Linked DNA regions of Danio rerio: region 2 is linked to region 1. The links are chromatin contacts, called in public HiChIP or PLAC-seq maps. All regions are on one chromosome and are shown on one strand. The core of a region is the stretch at or near the end of the contact, and the rest is flanking DNA. Distances in the headings are between cores, read along the strand shown. Region 1 holds the start of gnb3b (guanine nucleotide binding protein (G protein), beta polypeptide 3b). Region 2 holds the start of stx1b (syntaxin 1B).

Region 1 (5,548 bases), core at 959-3,458:
TATGAGGGTGTGCGAGAGATCTGCAGAGTGGATGGCAACATCAACAGCCTGAGGTATCAAGACATTTGTGCTGCCCATTACATTACAAACCACAGGAGAGGGTGAATTCTCCAGCAGGATAGCGCTCCTTCTCATACTTAGGCCTCCACATCAAAGCTCCTGAAAGCAAAGAAGGTCAAGCTGCTCAAGAATTGGCCAGCCCAGACGCCAGAAATGAACATTATTGAGCATGCCTGGGGTAAAATGAAGGAGGAGGCATTGAAGATGAATCCAAAGAATCTTGATGAACTCTGGGAGTCCTGCAGGGACGCTTTCTTTGCCATTCCAGATGACTTTATTAATAAGCGATTTGAGTCATTGCAGAGATGTATGGATGCAGTCCTCCAAGCTCATGGGAGTCAGACACAATTATTATCTCTGTTTCCACTGCACCATGACTTTATATTCTATACTGTACATTATTTCTGTGACAAGACCTTTGTCTCAGCAAAGTCAGACCTTATTGTCCTAATGAACTAATTAACAATCAAGGCATGATCATATTTTATTTTGGTAAAATAAGCATAATCTAGAGGCCTTTGCCTTTCATATTAACCACTTCTGATACCAAATGATCAACTAGAAGTCAACTTATTATTTGTTTTTCCTAAAATGTGAATTGGCAACAAGACTTTTGTCAGGTGGTGTATCTTCCTTTGTGTTAAAAAGAAAGAAAGCAACTCAAAAAGGTTCGGAACAAGTTGAGGATTAGTAGATGTTGACAGAACTAAGATTTTTGGGTGGACTGCCCCTTTAAAATTAGATTAAATGCACAGTTTGACACATTTGCATGATTACATTGCCCAATAGGATTATAGCGTTTCTTCAAGCCAGAACCTCATTTTCTGCAGTGGAAATGTGTATAATGGTTTGAGTTTGCAGCTAGGAACCTACATAGGAACCATTTTAGGGGACTTTCTTTTTGGCAACTCATTTCTTCTAAAACACTGCTGTAAAAACACACTTTCACTTTTAGAGAGCATACAGTGAATAAACCACAAACAAATGATCACCATCATTACTCCTCTCTATTCTGATCGGAAGTGTAAGCCATCAGGAGGAGTTATCATAATAATAACTTTCCTCACTTTCTTCCTCTGTTGCTCTTTGTGTCCCCCGTGACGTCTGCTCCACGGATTCACCTGCTCTAATTCCTTAACAGGATTGCAGATTCCCGGATATCCACTTAGAAACTGATTAGGCGAGCTCAACTCATTAGCTCTGACAAACCAATTCAAAGCCAAAGAACAAGCCCCCTCCTATTGAGCCTTTACCAAACCTACACCAATGACCCTTACACAAATGGCAGATCGGTTATTAAACTGCTCTAATGAGATAACAACTAGTCTATTATGCTTTAAACAGGATGCAAAATGATTGTAGAATCAATACGGAGAACTTTACGACACTCCTAAGATGTTTGTGAATCTGACGTATTCGTGTTTACCCAATTTACCTTACTTGCTTTACTTCCAACAGATACACGGTTAAACTAAATCAAATGAATAAAATTAAATGGTTTCCATTTAAAATTCTGCAACATTGGGTTGGAAATATAATTGGTAAACTATCCTTAATGCTTGCCTAAAGCGCCTACATGATAAAAGTGGTATAAATTCATTGAAAATCACAGATTTTTTATACTTTTTTCATACAACTTATTAAAAATGAGCCAAATTAATACAATTCTTGAGGCTTTTTTGGGACAACCTGATTGTTTTATGTTGAATCCACTTAAAACAATTAAGTTAACTTAATGGATTTGTGTTGGAAGAACATGAAGCAATTGTGTGAAACCCAATATTTTACACAGTTAAAAACACAGTCACTATTTTAAAGCCTTTTGCTTGGGTTTCCATTGGTGTAGCTCAATCAAGTTTGTTGCGTTTTTAACCAATGATCCAACTTCTCTCATGCATAATCCCGGATTCATCACTTTCTGCGCTCACTTTTGCTTCGTCTTTCGACTCCATAACCTGATTTTCCATCGCAATCGGTTTACCTGTTCCCTGCCCTCCCCCTTTCCCCTCTCTCTTTCTCTCTCTTACCCTTTCTCTGCCCATCTTTTGGCTTATCCTTTCATCCCTGATCTCCTTCATCCCCTCCAATCCTCATCTGTTCCTCTTGCAGAGACGGGGGAAGAGACGAGAGAGTTTTTCCACAGGTAAGTTGCATCCTGTCTGTTGGGGAACCTGTGGGAGGCACAGAGAGATACGATTGAAGAGCTGTTTTGTGGACTAAGCAGAAAAGAGACTGAGAGAAAGAGAGAGAGACTTGGAGTAATAGAGAAGACAAGAAGCCTTTGTTGGTAGTGAGGTGAGTTTGTTCGTCGTCTTTTATTAGGTCGTGCAGTGATCTGAACTGGCGAACAAATCTATAAAACTTGGGCTTAAAGAGGATAGTTTACCCAAAAGTGAAAATTCCTTCTCACTTTTCTGATTGGTCGGAACCAATTAGACTTTGTTTTTTTCTTCTGTTGAGGTATTTGGAGGAATGCTGCTAGCCATTGACTTCTAGAGTCTTTTATGTTTCCTATTACGGAAGTCAATGCATACCAGCATTCTACATAATGTCTAGTTTTGTGTTCAATGAAAGAAAAAAACCCATGAAGGCTTAAAACCATTGGGTGTACTATCTCTTTAAGACATTTCCATGCCTTTTTAGTAACTTTGTATGAAAGTATAATGCACAAAAACTCTTAGAATGTGACAAACAGATGCAAAATGCTTAGTAAAATGTGTTAAATAAAAAAAAAAAAAGCATTTTAAGAATATAACTTGTAGTGATCCTAGTTTAATCTTTGGAGAATTACCTGAAACAACCTATCAAGTAATGGTAATTTGGAATTTTGTTTATTTTTATTGATTTCAATTGGTATTTCGAGAATGCACTGAAGATTTTCAGAATCAAATTTGGTCCTTGATACACATTTACTACAGTAATCGCAATTAACTATGCATATAATTGCATTCAACTAGCCCTAAACTTAATCCTCATTGACCTTAAACATGTAGTAAGTAATACTACTTTGCACTTAAATATATGTCAATAATATTTTGGCTTTTATACTAATGCATTCCTCTGGATGTTTGGTTCTAAACAGATCATGAGGTCGCAACTTGTAAACTTGACCAATTTGTAGGATTAAACTAATGCTACAGCTGCTCTTAAGCTTAAAAGTCATGAGATTCATAGCATCCAGACGAACATTCTTGTAAAATCGATCACATAAATCAAACATCGCAGAAGGTATACACTCAAAAAAGGTCATTTCTTCCTCTTTTCATTGCGTTTTGTCTTTGATCTCCGAACCCCGGGTACCAACTGATCTCGTCGCAAAGAGCAGTCGGTAATCGGATGACAGGAGATTTGATAAACCACCCCCCTGGGAGCTCCTGCAGGGGCTTAGACCTTTCTTCTAGCCCTCCTCGGCATCAATAAAACAACTGTGCTCTCATCAAGAGCTGAACTCATCATGATCTTGTAGCTATTATATCATATGATCAATCGATCGTCAGCTACACAATGCAAGATCATGGTTTCTACAGAAGACTAGTCTCTATTTAACAGTCATTTAAGTTAATTAGGATTTCCAGCTTGACAATTTCTCGTAGTTTTCTCGAGGTAAATTCATACGGCGGTCGAGTATCTCCATATAACTTTTTAAACCTTTGATATTTAAGCAGATCTCAGGTTAAGTTGATTACCATTGCATTAGATGCAGATTGCATTGTTGCAGATCTGCCTGCTTTTTTGCACATTACTGTTAACGGGAAGGCTTGATTGCTTCCATATTGAGGATTTTAAATTACCATTAGTCTGATGCAAATACAATTTAGCTTTTTTATTTGAAATTGCATATGTATTCAGTATTTTAATGTGAACAGGAGGCTTCAACGGGACTGGTTCAGTTTTGAAGGACTCATTTGGGAGTTTTCCTTGATGCCTTTTAAGCTGCTTGGTGCAGATGTCAATGTTTGAATAGTACATCTAATTAACGCCTGAGCTGTAAAGCATTTTCTGCTTAGCATTTCCTATAAAATATTAGCAAACTCTTCCAAATCAGATTAATCTCTACAGTTTTTAAATGACACATATCATTCCACTATTTCTGTCTTGCTTAGTGAGATTTTACACTCAGCTTAATTACTGTACAGTGAGTTTTTTTAACATTGAAACAAAGTCAGATTTCAATATAGTCATCAATACTTGATCTCTATTAAGTTTTATACGTATTATTATTAGATCAATACAGGTGATGTAATAGCCTCAAGGCCTAGTTCAGATTTATTTTATTGCATATATAGCCATTTTCAACTAGGATATGACTATATTACTCGTATTAATTTTCGTTTTTTTTTTGTTTTGTTTTTTTGCTTTTAGCTTGTGCTATTAAACACCCCGATCAACAGCAGCCATGGGTGAAATGGAACAGATGAAAAAGGAGGCTGAAGGCCTGAAGACACAGATTGAGGTGAGATTGGTGTTTAGTCTTGTATTTATATCTACTGTCAGGATTGATGAAATGCATGCAGCGAATGATTAAAAACCACTAATAACTTAGGATTTCTGCAGTTGACCTTATTGCATATGAATTTGTAGGAGTTTCACTTTCAGACACAAAATTGTTCTGAACGTATTTGAAGTCAAACAACATGATCTACTGAGGTCATTTTACTAGTATCTGCTCTATTATTTAACACCATGTTTTAACCGTTGGTCCGGCTTGCTTGCAACCTAACTGATACCCTAATGAGCTGTTTTTCTTTATAAGTGTGTGCTTTGTCTGTAGATCACTTGCACCTACATCAGTGCTTTTTAGCACTCTTTAGTAAATCTGGCTCTTTCCACACTTAAATTTGACACAGGAACACAGATTAAAAATAAATCATTAAATGTGAACGATTTGCTAATGTAACAAACTATTGGCTTCCATTTCTAGGCGGCTCGCAAAGCAGCCCATGACACAGACATGGCGGCAGCCGCTGCTGGAGTGGCTCCAGCCCCTCGGGTCCAACTCAAGACCAGAAAGACCCTCAAAGGTCACCTGGCCAAAATCTACGCCATGCATTGGTGTACAGACAACAGGTGAAAGCATCATTCCGAACCAAATCCAGTTACATTCGAGACATGCTAAACTATAGACTATAGAAAGTCATCATACCCCTTTGAAATAATGACTTTATTTGACATACAGCCTGAAATCAAATCACATTTCAGTCTTTGAAATGTTATGCAGCCTTCCCCTAACCTACTACTTTGACTAAAAGTGAGTAAAGGTATTGATTTTCACAAGGTATGATGATTTTCATACTGTATTGAGGGCTTGGTAAAAAAAATAGATAAACATGTCAGAAAGTTAAATATATGTTGCCCTTTGTTGTCACGTGATCTGCTCAACCAGGTTAATAGCTCTCACACAGAAATCAGCTAAACCTTGTGGTCACCTTGAATTAGCTAATTCTTAGTTAGATCAATTATCAGGGTCAGAGGCCTGAAACAGGCTTTA
Region 2 (5,548 bases), core at 932-3,431, 130 kb before region 1:
ATATAATATAAAATAATAAGATAAAATATAATATAACACAATATAATGACACTTTAATATAATATAATATAACATAACATAATACAATATAATATAACTTAATATAATATAACATAATATAATATAACTTAATATAATATAATATAATATAATATAACATAAAATAATATAATATAGTATAATATAATATAATATAATATAATATAACTTAATATAATATAATATAATATAACATAATATAATATAATATAACATAATACAATATAATATAATATAATATAATATAATATAACTTAATATAATATAATGTAATATAATATAATATAACATAAAAAATATAATATAATATAACTTAATATAATATAATGTAATATAATATAACATAAAATAATATAATATAACTTAATATAATATAACATAATATAATATAACTTAATATAATATAATATAATATAACTTAATATAATATAATATAATATAATATAATATAACATAATATAATATAATATAACTTAATATAATATAATGTAATATAATATAATATAACATAAAAAATATAATATAATATAACTTAATATAATATAATGTAATATAATATAACATAACATAATATAATATAACTTAATATAATATAACATAATATAATATAACTTAATATAATATAATATAATATAATATAATATAATATAATATAATATAATATAATATAATATAATATAACATAAAATAATATAATATAATATAATATAACTTAATATAATATAATATAATATAACATAATATAATATAATATAACATAATACAATATAATATAATATAATATAACTTAATATAATATAATGTAATATAATATAATATAAAAATATAATATAATATAACTTAATATAATATAATGTAATATAATATAACATAAAATAATATAATATAACTTAATATAATATAATATAATATAATATAATATAATATAATATAATATAACTTAATATAATATAATATAACATAATATAATATAATATAACATAATATAACATAAAATAATATAATATAACTTAATATAATATAATATAATATAATATAATATAATATAATATAACATAATATAATATAATATAATATAACATAATACAATATAATATAATATAATATAATATAACTTAATATAATATAATGTAATATAATATAATATAACTTAATATAATATAATGTAATATAATATAACATAAAATAATATAATATAATATAATATAATATAATATAATATAATATAATATAACTTAATATAATATAATATAACATAATATAATATAACTTAATATAATATAATATAACTTAATATAATATAATATAACATAATATAACGTAAAATAATATAATATAATATAATATAACTTAATATAATATAACATAATATAACATTATATAATATTATTTATCATAATAAAATATAATGTTAATATAACATAAACTATTATAATATAATGTAATATTATATAATTTAAAATAATATAAAATAAAATAATATAACATAACATAACATAACATATCATAGCATAATATAATATAATAATTACTACAAGAGTATGTGTATTTCAGTTTGCCCCATCTGTTTTATTCCCCCGCATTAGCCTGAAATAATCCCGCATCGATTATTTCATCAGGCCTAAAGGAGTCTCCTGCTCTTTGATTCCGCCTAAAACAAACTACAGTTCCCTAGTTATGATGGGGAACGTGGGCCAGTTACGCGCTGCGGAGACGCACAGTACAGCAAGCGAGCGGGATGGGGGAGGGGCAGCAGGTAAAGTGAGACGGATGCGCGTGCGCAGAAGATCCCCAGCCCTCTGCATCGCTCCCCTCCCCCCACCTCTCTTTTTTTTTTGCAGCATCAGTACCGCGTTCGGAATCGCATTCGTGTGCTGGAGTCAGAGCGCGCTGCGGGGCATCACTGCACCGCCACGGAGGACACACCACCACCATCACACAACCAGGAACAGGGAAAAGGGGGAAAAGGCGTGAAATAGCGCAGAGAGGAGACAGAAGAAACAGGGCGGCCTTTTTTTTCCCCCCAAATCACCTGCTACATCTGTGGGAAATTAAAACAGGAGCCAGACATTTGCCAAGCATAAAAACACGAACGCAGCGGACATCTCAAGAGATATTTTTGGCCAGCACGGCGGGGAAAAATGAAGGATCGCACGCAGGAACTACGAAGTGTAAGTCTGCTGCTTTTATCGCTCATCTCCTCCCATATTCTCCGTCTCCTCACCGCAACCGGGCGTCAGCAGCTGACATCTCACTGCTGCTCGCTCACGGTTCAGCATTTACGGGGATGTGCACGGAATTTTCCCGCGATCTCACATCCTCATACTCCTTATTTCTCCTTTCTTCTTGATGCAGTTACTCAATCAAATCGCGGATATACTACGTGTTTAATAGCCGCTCTCACTCCCGCACCCTTCCATGTGCGATGGATCGATTTATCGATCAAATCTGGTTATATGGCGTAATTTGCGAAATGAGCCCCCCTACATTAACATGCATACAAACAGACCACCTTTGATACATGTCGCCCAGGAGTGTGATCTATCTACTGCTGCTGCGGATAGTTAGCCAGTATCCATACACTGACACGCACCATCCCAATATCTAATTCTATGATCACCGCATGATCAATAATTAATACAGATCTTTATGTTTTATTTTATTTTATTTTAAAACGGATATAACACTGGTTCTCCTTTGGTACACCTTAAATTTGCCTTCTGCACCAGGGAATTTTGAGTATCTCCAGCTAAAGCTGCATCCCCGATGCATGTACATCTTCATCGGACGCATTTTAATCGCTGGGTGTGATGTGCGATTATTGCAGCACGCATTGTTCCGTTCTTAGCCCCTATATTAGGCATGAAAGGATGTAATATTGTTGCTTGTATCGCTCAATTGAGCTAAAGCAATGCAACATGGCCGCCAAATTATTTCTATTTGTAGTCGCGACGGTATAGCGGCTTAATCATTTATTTATTTATTTATTTTTCCATAATATCGAAGGTGGGCCTTGAGGCTTTAATGCGTCGCCCAACCTCCACGAATTTTCCGTCGCCAGAGATCAATGAAATATCGTAAAGGAAACGCCTGAACCCAGTGCACTGCACTCATCAGTGTGCGCGCGCGCGCGTGGTGCGCTTGGGGGGTTATAAGACAGATAAGTAGTGCATTAACATGTTTGTATAAATAAATAGATAACTTCACAACTCAAGCCATCTTCATCAACTCAAAGTCATTAGTGCAAAACTCGGACCGGAATCCGTCCAAGACTTCCCTTATTCCCCTCGGAGAAGCGGAGCATCTGATATCAGCCGTGGCTTATCAGACGCAATGTAGAAATGTAATCTACAGATAATTGGATTTACAGAATTCGCAATTATACGTGATGCGCGTGCACCATATCCTCCCCAAAGCCGAGCACGCTCGCTGTATCCTCCGCCGCCTGCGCTTTAAAACACACATCCATCATTAGTCTTGCTTCTAAAGGTGTTAATAGCTCAACGCGAATCTGATGCGACATGATTGGGCAATAATCACATTTTATGTAATCGTCAACATCACTGTGACGTATTGGTCGCGCGGTGAGGGAAGCGTACGGGTTGCTTGGACTGTGGGCGTGCGCAGGGCGAGCGTGTCTGTGCATAGCGGAGACGAGCAAGGATAAATCAGACAGAATTCATTGACCTTGCCCCCCTTTCTGGATTGGGTTTCGTTTGTGTGTAGGGGAAGGGATCTGACATTAAATGAATGAGTGAGATTGAATGGCGTAATTGCAGGCTTGTCGTGGAAGCGAGGTGGAGATGCAGCATTGTTCCACAGTGGCCAAAGCAAACCTGGGATAAAAATTTCACATCAAACACTGAAGATTTATGACTTTAATCGGCTACTCCAACGAAGATGTCACCTCAACTGCGCCGTTCACATAATTAGTATACTTAATTTCTTACGATTGCAGTGATAGCGGCCAAAAAGAGACCCACAGAGGATTGAACGGAATATCAATGGCAAATCATTAGGTGTACATAATAAAGCTATGGAGTCATGCAGGAGAAAATGGCACTATTGCATTAAGTATATATTTAATTATATGTATATATATATATATATATATATATATATATATATATATATATATATATATATATATATATATATATATATATCTTTTTTGAATATTTTCTAAACGATGTTAAATAGAGCAAGGAAATTTTCACAATTTGTCTGATAATATTTGTTCTTCTGGAGAAAGCTTTATTTGTTTTCTTTTGGCTAGAATAAAAGCAGTTTTTATTTTTATTTTTAAAAACATTTTAGGGACTAAATTAATAGCCCCTTTAAGCTAATTTTTTTTTTCGATGGTCTCAAGAACAAACCATCGTTATACAATAACTTGCCTAATTACCCTAACCTGCCTAGTTAACCTTATTATTAAGCCTTTAAATGTCACTTCAAGATATATAGAAGTGTCTTGAAAAAGATCTAGTAAAATATTATTTACTGTCCTTATGGTAAAGATAAAATAAAACAGTTATTAGAGATGAGTTGTTATAACTATTATGTTTAGAATGTGTTGAAAAAAAATCTTCTCTCAATTAAACAGAAATTGGGGAAAAAACTAAACAGGGTGGCAATTAATTCAGGGTGGCTAATAATTCTGACTTCAACTATATATATATATATATATATATATATATATATATATATATATATATATATATATATATATATATATATAACAATTAAAACAGATATTAGCATAAATATAGATGTTTTTATGAGCGTTTTGATGTTTCAATAAATGTTATAGCTGAAATATAGCCAAAAATATATAAGAGGCAAACGTTCCCCATCCAGCCTGCTCTGTCGCAAAAAGTCATGCCTTCTTTGATCATTTTTGTTGCCATGTTTATTGGGTTTGTCAGGTATCAACATATATTAATTATAACCTTATAACTATATTACACTATAAAACTACCCTACAAAAATGCTGGGTTCTACACAAATCCTTCATGTTGGCTCAACACAAATCTATTAAGTTCATTTTTACAAGTTCAAGTGGATTGGACATAAAACAATTAAGTTGTTGCCAAAAAAACCTAATAATTGTGCTGTTTCAACTAATTTTAAGTAAAAAGCATTAAAAGGGATTTTTATGACGGCATCTCCACTAATATATGTTTCTGATGCAAACATCTAATATGGATCTGTGGTGAGTTTCCTAAACAACGATGCACCTCGTGACTGAACTATCATAGTACGATGCATCGTTTGGGGAAAGAACGACGTAGTTATGGATGTTTCCCAAAACCAAAAGTTCAAAAACAAAAGTTTCTTTATCGCAGATCCGTTTAAATCACGTTAGTTATATCGTAAAACGCCTATAATAAAGCTCTAACTGGGGCGGAGCAACAACTTCTTTAGAGAAGAACCCCATAATTTCTTTGTGCAAACTATATTGTTTTACACGCACGCGCATTTAAAATAAAATCCATTATCAGTTTTGATA

What was found. HiChIP or PLAC-seq counts read pairs in DNA pulled down with a chosen protein or histone mark.
Region 2: an H3K4me3 HiChIP or PLAC-seq map of gastrula embryo shows a contact between it and region 1, with 2.4 times the contacts expected there. The contact joins the promoter of stx1b here to the promoter of gnb3b in region 1. A contact is called at or near these places in 2 of 4 datasets of contacts at active chromatin or transcription factors (embryo and gastrula embryo).

The regions. Positions count from the first base shown.
Region 1 is chr19:6,055,763-6,061,310 of GRCz12tu, reverse strand. gnb3b (guanine nucleotide binding protein (G protein), beta polypeptide 3b) reads left to right here and starts at 2,208. Exons shown (of 9, transcript NM_213202.1): 1 at 2,208-2,355; 2 at 4,423-4,513; 3 at 4,982-5,127. The coding sequence starts at 4,457.
Region 2 is chr19:6,185,402-6,190,949 of GRCz12tu, reverse strand. stx1b (syntaxin 1B) reads left to right here and starts at 2,181. Exons shown (of 10, transcript NM_131523.1): 1 at 2,181-2,210. The coding sequence starts at 2,181.